Linked DNA regions of Rattus norvegicus: region 1 is linked to region 2. Evidence: chromatin contacts called from public Hi-C data. All regions are on one chromosome and are shown on one strand. The core of a region is the stretch at or near the end of the contact, and the rest is flanking DNA. Distances in the headings are between cores, read along the strand shown. Region 1 holds the start of Epb41l4b (erythrocyte membrane protein band 4.1 like 4B). Region 2 overlaps Epb41l4b (erythrocyte membrane protein band 4.1 like 4B).

What was found. A called contact is a pair of places that touch in the nucleus more often than the background predicts.
Region 1: a contact with region 2 is called in a Hi-C map of liver, with 2.9 times the contacts expected there. The contact joins the promoter of Epb41l4b here to the enhancer-like site in region 2. A contact is called at or near these places in 5 of 12 Hi-C or Micro-C datasets (frontal cortex, hepatocytes, kidney and 1 more).

The regions. Positions count from the first base shown.
Region 1 is chr5:76,645,715-76,649,356 of GRCr8, forward strand. It overlaps Epb41l4b (erythrocyte membrane protein band 4.1 like 4B), which reads right to left and starts at 2,038. Exons shown (of 25, transcript NM_001401792.1): 1 at 1,128-2,038. The coding sequence starts at 1,433.
Region 2 is chr5:76,608,834-76,612,320 of GRCr8, forward strand. All of the region lies in intron 1 of Epb41l4b (erythrocyte membrane protein band 4.1 like 4B), which reads right to left. Among named protein-coding and RNA genes, the nearest start is that of Epb41l4b, 37 kb to the right of the region's middle. Within about 2 kb of position 1,683, at least 4 of the 93 cell types and tissues checked have an H3K27ac peak or open chromatin away from gene starts, as enhancers often do. A contact at or near this core is called in liver, where this site is marked.

The DNA of each region.
Region 1 (3,642 bases), core at 788-3,287, 37 kb after region 2:
AGCATTAGAGCCCAAGCCAGCAAGGATGATTTTTCCCGTCTGAAACCCTTACAGGTTAAATGTTCTCCCCTTAAGTCCAAAGAATCCCTACCACCCAGTTACAGACTGTCCGGAGGCCTAAACGCTCCGGACAATCTGTAACTCATCTAAAGCTCAATTACTGCGGTGTCTTCAGTCATGCCCCAAAATTCCCGAAGGCACCGTCTGCCGCAGCGCAGTGGGCGCCCGTTAGTGCATCGTTTGTTTGGATCTGACTGGCCCCTTCGGCCAGAAAGGCTCTTTTGGCGGCATGGCTCCCTGTCGGAGTCACTGGCGCTGGCCTAGCTTGCCACTGGAACTGGGCCCGGGTGCAACCACCTGTGGGTGTGTGGCCGGGACGCAGGCCCTGGTGCTGCTACCCCGGGATGCCCTGCGCGTCCCACGCACACTGCCGGATGTGGGAGCAAGTGGGTAGGCCAGTCCAGAGGTGGCCGGACCCAACTCCCAGCACCCCAAGGCTTCTGTCCGTTCAAAGCTGACCTGGCCTGAGTTGGCTCCGAAGTCACTCCACTCCCTGCGAGACTGTGAGCCAGGGAGCACTTTGGGATAAACTCTCTATAGGGGCCATCCATAGAGAATAGGTAGAGGGCAGAGAGACAAAACTGTTCCCTAAGCCTCTTCCCAAACTTGGGGCACCTGCTGAGCACCAAGCAAGGATTTCTTTTCCACTAAGGCCTGACACCAAAACCGGGATACCCCGGAGCAGCCCTGCGTCGCTTGAAAAATTCTACTCAATCCAGCATCGGAAAGCCAACATTGGCAGGGAATGAGGCCACCTGCGCCAAGGGGAGGGGACGTGGGGACGTGTGCATGGGGTAGCATAGGGTAGGAGTGAGGCACAAAAAACCTAGGGGGTCACCAAAGAAGAGCACCGCAACCCTGCGGTGCAAGGTGCCAAAGACTGGGCCCCAGAGCATACCCGAGCTGGTGGTCCGGGAGGGTTCATGGCTGGGGAAGACTGGCAGAAGATGGGGGAGGGGTCCCAAAGAGCGGCCGGGGAAGCTTCCCAGGGAAAGAACCACGGGGACAGGGGGCTCTGCCCCAAGGAGCGCAGGCTGCCAGTGCCCCACACGCGCCGCGTCACTCACCGGCAGGTCCACGCTCACTTCGGTTCCGTCGAGCAGGAAGACACGGCAGTAAAGGGTGGCCTTGGCAGCTCCCGAGGCGGAGATGTGCACAGCCGCGCCGCCGGTGAGCAGGGGCCCGCCGCCGGCCGGGAACACGCTACCCCCGGGCGCGGCGGGCAGCACGGAGGAGCTGGCGGCGGCGGCCGGGCCCCCTCGCGGCCCCCCGTCGCGCTCGTCCCCCAGCCCGGCGGCCCCGCGCCCCGCCGCGCCCCGCGCGTAGCGCTGCATGGAGCGGCGGCCAAAGGTCCGGCGCAGGAACCGCAGCATCCTGGCCGGGGGCGCCCCCTGCCTCCGCCCCCTGCGCTGCCGCTGCGCCGCCGCCCGGGAGCGCCTGGCGCCGCCGTCAGTGCCCGCCGCGCCGCGCCGCGCCGCCTCCCGCGGGCTGCGGCCCGGGGCTCGCTCCCGCCCCAGCCGAGGCCGAGGCCGCGCTCCGGCCGCCCGGGGAACGCGTCGGCCGGGCCAGCGCCCGCCGAGAGTAGCGGCGCGGGAGAGAGCGCGCACGGGCGGCCCGGGGGACCGTCCCGCTCTTGTCGCCGCTGTCGCCGCTGCGCGCTTGGGGCAGTCAGTCGGTGCGGGCTGCTGCGTGGCCGCTGCCCCGCGAAGAGCGCCGCGGGGGGACCCGGCTGCGGGCTGCTCCCGCGCCGCGCGCCGGCCGAGGGCCAGCCGGAGCAAAGCGCCTGCGTGCTCCCGGCGCGCTCGCTCCCACTCGCGCCGCGCCCGGCCCGAGGAGGCCCCCGCCGAGCGCCCGCTCCCGGGGCGCCTTTTCCTGCGCCCGCAGCCCCCGCCTCCCACCTGGGAGGGCTGCACCTCCAGCCGCCGCCGCCGGCACTGCAGCACGCCCTCCTCCCCCGGGGCTGCGCCGGGCCTGTGCTGCCCCCTGCCGGCCCGAGCGCCCCCTGCTGCTGTAGGTGCGCTCACGTGCGTACACGTAGGTGAGCACACACGTGTTTCCGGGCGCGCAGGACCCCCGAGAAGTCCGAGAGTTTCCCCTCCTTGACCAGATGAAGAAAATAAGGCTGCCTCCTTCCAGAAAATGCTTACCCCTGGGGCAAAGAAAAGCGCGTCTCTTTCTGAAAGCAAAAAACCAAAACACCAACGGTACTCAGTTTCCCCTTCTGCAGAAGAAGTGGAGTAGACCTAGGTCCTTGCCACTTAATGAAACTATCTCTTTAACATCTCAGCCCTGGCTGGGGCTTTAACCTTGCAGTCCAATGAACCCGTTCCAAACAAGAAAATTGAGGCCGGTGAGGAAGGGGAAGTACTTTTCCGTACTCCTTAGGAGACACTTTGCTTCAAGGACCTCGCCCATGCCCAGAGTTAAGGCAAGGGCCTGCATAAACAATTGCTACTGAGAAGGTTGGTCAAGGTTGGACAGACTTCTGGGAAGCGAAGTAGAACATGAGAATGAATTGCATAGGGCACATGGAGGAAACTGGAGACAGCGATTTGCTAACTGGAGGCAGCGAATTGCTAACGAGCAATACCCACAGGTTCGGTGTTTGCCCACAGACAAGAGGGTTGTCCTGTGCTCCAGAATGAGGAATGTGGGAAATGAGGCTGAAAGGAGGCCAGGCCTTTGGGGAGAATAACACTACTGTTTATCAGGCCCTAATTTTGTGCCAGACATTACACTAAGCCCTTTCCATATGTCTTAATTTAGCCTGTTAGCGTACAGGTTATTATCTCGATTGCACAAAGGAAGAAACCAAGCTTTAGAGACTGCCATACGATTCATTGATTGGGCTCCAGAGCTATTGATGGAGGACAGAACACGACTGTTACATGCAAATGTAACAGTTTAAGAGAGAGTTGGGGAAGCAGTGATCTCAGCAGGACGCACAGAGAAGACAAGGAATCATTCCAAAACAGACATTTATTGAAGACCAGGCATTGTCTTAGATTCCACCGTCTCCATCTTCATTAATCCCCATTCTAACTCTCCGAGACAGTTCTATGTATTCCCACTCACTTAGATGGATTTGGGAGCTTAGGTATGTAACATGCTTGCCCAAGGTCTGAGAGCTGCCCTGCATTCATTCTATGATCTTATGAGGACCACCCATGTGATAGTTTACTCTGTAGAATAGCATCTACAATAAACCCACTCTGCTCTTACCCCCACAAGATTTACCAGATGCTATGTACAATTGGTGTAGCCCAAGTCAGCTGACTAGTTTCTAAGGATATCCCAGGAACACGCAGAAAAGTCACTTGAAGATGTCCACCTATGCATTTTGCATTTGCATGATTGTGTTTCCTGTGTGTAGCAAAGGCGGGAAGGGGTTGTTCTATGTGTGAGTTAAAAAGGTTGAGGGGAGAATTAACTCACTGTTATAGCCAGTAGAATTAAATGAGACTTTTTTAGAGACTGGAGAAACAACAACTGTCAAAATCAAGGTGTAGAAGCTAAGGGAGGCACGCACCAGCTAGAACACTGGTTCTCAACCTGTGGGTCACAACCCCCTTGGGGTTGCAT
Region 2 (3,487 bases), core at 433-2,932:
ATATGTCTCGACCTAGATAAGTGGCGTATAGGTAGATGATCGAGAAGACATACAGTGGGGTCTGGGGCAGGAAGGAGATGCAGGGGACGGGCTGTGCTTACGTATGGTACCAACCACAGATTAACGGTGCCTCACAAGCGGCAAGTCTTATTAAGCAAGGGAATATGTTTATTACAATATTTTCAAATCATGAATTCCGCAAAGCAGCACCTAGGGAACCGACCGCACTTCCAAGGCCATTTACCCAAACACAATTTTGTTGCTATTATGTGACGAGCAGTCTAATGGTTACCATAGGAGATGAGTTACTGTGAAAGTCATCCTTGATGCGTTAATATAAACGAAGTCTCCCCATCTGTGCCAGCTTTAGTCATTCGGTCATTTAACAAGTACCCAACTGAACGTTCATCAACTTCTGGCTGCCATTCCATGGCCTGCATATGTTATGGGGGTTAAGAAGTGGGAGAGTGCGGGGTTGGGGATTTAGCTCAGTGGTAGAGCCCTTGCCTAGCAAGCGCAAGGCCCTGGGTTCGGTCCCCAGCTCCGAAAAAAAGAAAAAAAAAGAAAAAAAAAAGAAGAAGTGGGAGAGTGCGATGGACCATATCTATATCCTAACCTTGAGTGGTAGAGGCAGGGGGATCGAGAGCTCAAAGCAATGTTCTTCTGAGAGCTCTAGGCCAGACGGGGCTACATGAGCTCATGACTCCAAAACAAAACAAAACAAAAACAAAGCAAATAAACAACAACAAAAAAATGGCATAGTGGTGAGTGCCTTTAATTTATCTGGGAGGCAGAGGCAGGGAGATCTCTGAGCTAGCCTGGTCTACAGAGCAAGTTCCACACCGACCAGGGCTACATAGTAAGACCCCCATCACAAAAGGAAATTCAAAAATTAAAAAGCCTGGGAGGAAGACATGGCTCAGAAAATTTAAGAGTATCTTTCCGGACAGGAGTCTGCTCACAACACCAACGTTAAGTGGCTTACGAGTGCCTGTAACTGCAGCTCCAGAGGATCCAATGTCCTCTTCTACCCGCCAAGGGCAATGCACACACACGCACAAACCTACGCTCAGACACACGCGTAAACAAATAATAATAAAAGTGGAGCTTTCTTTTAGAGCCTAAAGAAACAGTCTGCAGCATGGAGAGCTGCGCCTGCTCACGGCGGGAAGTCCTCAGTGAATGAGCACTGGCTGAGAAGCTAACTGGTACAAAGCAGCTTAGGACACACACAGCGCGTACCTCCTGCCCACTGAGGCCACAGTCTGGCCCGCAGTTCTGATCGCCAGATTTATATGCCGAGCTCTCCTTGGATACAGCAGGCTCTAGCAAGCTCTACCTTGAGTTCTTGCGGCCCTAATTCTTAGGCCTCCCATCTCAACAACATCGTTTTCCCAAGGACGAGCAGCTTTGATCAGAATGCCTCTCTGTAGCTGCTCCTTCTGATCTGACAAGAGAGGGAATAACAAGCTCATTAAAATCTGCGCACAAGTCCATAGTTGCCAACCAAGGTTGGGGTGGGCAGATAGACAGACAGACAGCGACTAGGGAAAGGCTGGCCAGCCAAGAGGCTCCTGTGCTGACTCACTGGTTCCCAGCCATGTTTCTGATAAGGAAGGGAGACTCCTGGACAGCCAGTATCTTCACTGCATGTCCTAAATAAATAAGCCATGGTACTACGTGACCTCAGATAAGATACTATTGGCAATGTCTTACTGCAACCTGTCTCAGCTTCGAGGCAAACAGGTCAAATCTAGTTGTGGAACAAAGATGACAGAAGCCAACTGTCCAGATCTCATTCCATCTCCAAAGTAGAAAATGCCAGGCATCCCAGGTAGACTTCAAAGGAAGGCATAAGCTAAGCTGGGCATGCTCCATGAATACGTGTGTATGTTCTAGTTGTGAGCTAAACTGGGAAGGTACAGTGTCTGTCTGAACAATGTAAGCGACTGCAGGAGCCCTCTCAACACACCTGCTCCACATCCATCCCATGCTGTGTCCCCGTGTGCCATGTTCCTGTCCATCCCCTCAGGTCCAAACATGTCATACCCAGACGATAGTGATGGCCCCAAGTGACCCTAACGTCTCTAGTTTTGTGTCTGCCCACTACCACCCTTCTCTGTGTCTCTGAGACGAATTGTCATTCAAGATATTCTTCTCTGCTCAAAAACACCTACCAGAGAAGCAAGTTTTCTGTGGATGCTGCAGCCTGGTCTATGACTTTGCCCAAAGCCTAACAAGTTCTGCCTCTCCCTAGGACCCTATGAGTTTCGAACCCCAGTCAAGCTCTGAAGCCTGATGCCTTCCAGATACAACATCATGTTACCTTCCATAGCAGCCCCTACCTCTACGGCTTGACTTGTGTCCTTTCTTCTACCCACGAAGCTGTTCTCCAACCCCGCTCCTCTCCTCACCTGCAGAAAGCTGAACTCTAGGCCCAGCACCCTTCCCAAATTATCTTTTGTTTCACCTGGCGTTTGGAAGCTGACACAAGCATTAGCACAGATAGATTAGGGAGAATCCTCAGTCCCACACAAAAGTCTTCAAGGACCATTGTTTCAGAAGCCTGATCTCCCCACTGCAATTCTGTCCTGAATTCTCTATAGCTGGCAGGGACCTGAGAACAAAAGTCTAGTACGACCATTGCTCACCCAGACCTCTTATCAGCTCTAACACACATGGTTACACTGGTGTTTTAGAAATCATATCCCACTGTGGCCTCTCTTTAAGGCCGATGGAAATCTATTTATTCATATATTTCCTGTTTGTTTATCTGGTTTCTGGTGCTGAACTGAGGATCAAATCCAGAGCCTTATACATGCTAGGAAATGCTTTGTTTTACTCAAACAAGGTGTCTTAGGGCTTCTATTTCTGTGAAGAGACTCTTAAAAAGGAGAACGTTTAATTTGGACTGGCTTACAGTTGAGAGATTTAGTCCATCATTGTCATGACAGGAAGCAGGGTGGCACACAGGCAGACACGGTGCTGGAGAGGTAGCTAAGAGTTCTACATCTGGATCTACAGGCGGCCGGAAGAGACGGGGCCATTAACCTTGGTTTTGAGCTTCTGAGATCTCAAAGCCTGCACTCTAGTGCTATACTTCCTCCAACGAGGCCACACCTACTCCAACAAGGCCACACCTACTCCAACAAGGCCACACCTACTCCAACAAGGCCACACTTACTCCGAGTTCACACCTAATAGTGTTACTCCCTACAGACCTATGGGGGCCATCTTCATTCAAAGCATCCCACAGGGTGTTACTATTCAGTACAGGCTGGAACCACAGTGCTCTTGCTTGCACTTACCAAGCGCTGACTGGACAGGCATGTGCCACCTTGTTTTGTTTTTTAAATAAATTTCAGAATCCCATGCAAGGGTTAAAAAACAAGCAAATCGGGCTGGAGCGATGGCTCAGCGGTTAAGAGCACTGACTGCTCTCCCAGAGGTCCTGAGTTCAATTCCCAGCAACCACATGGTGGCTCTC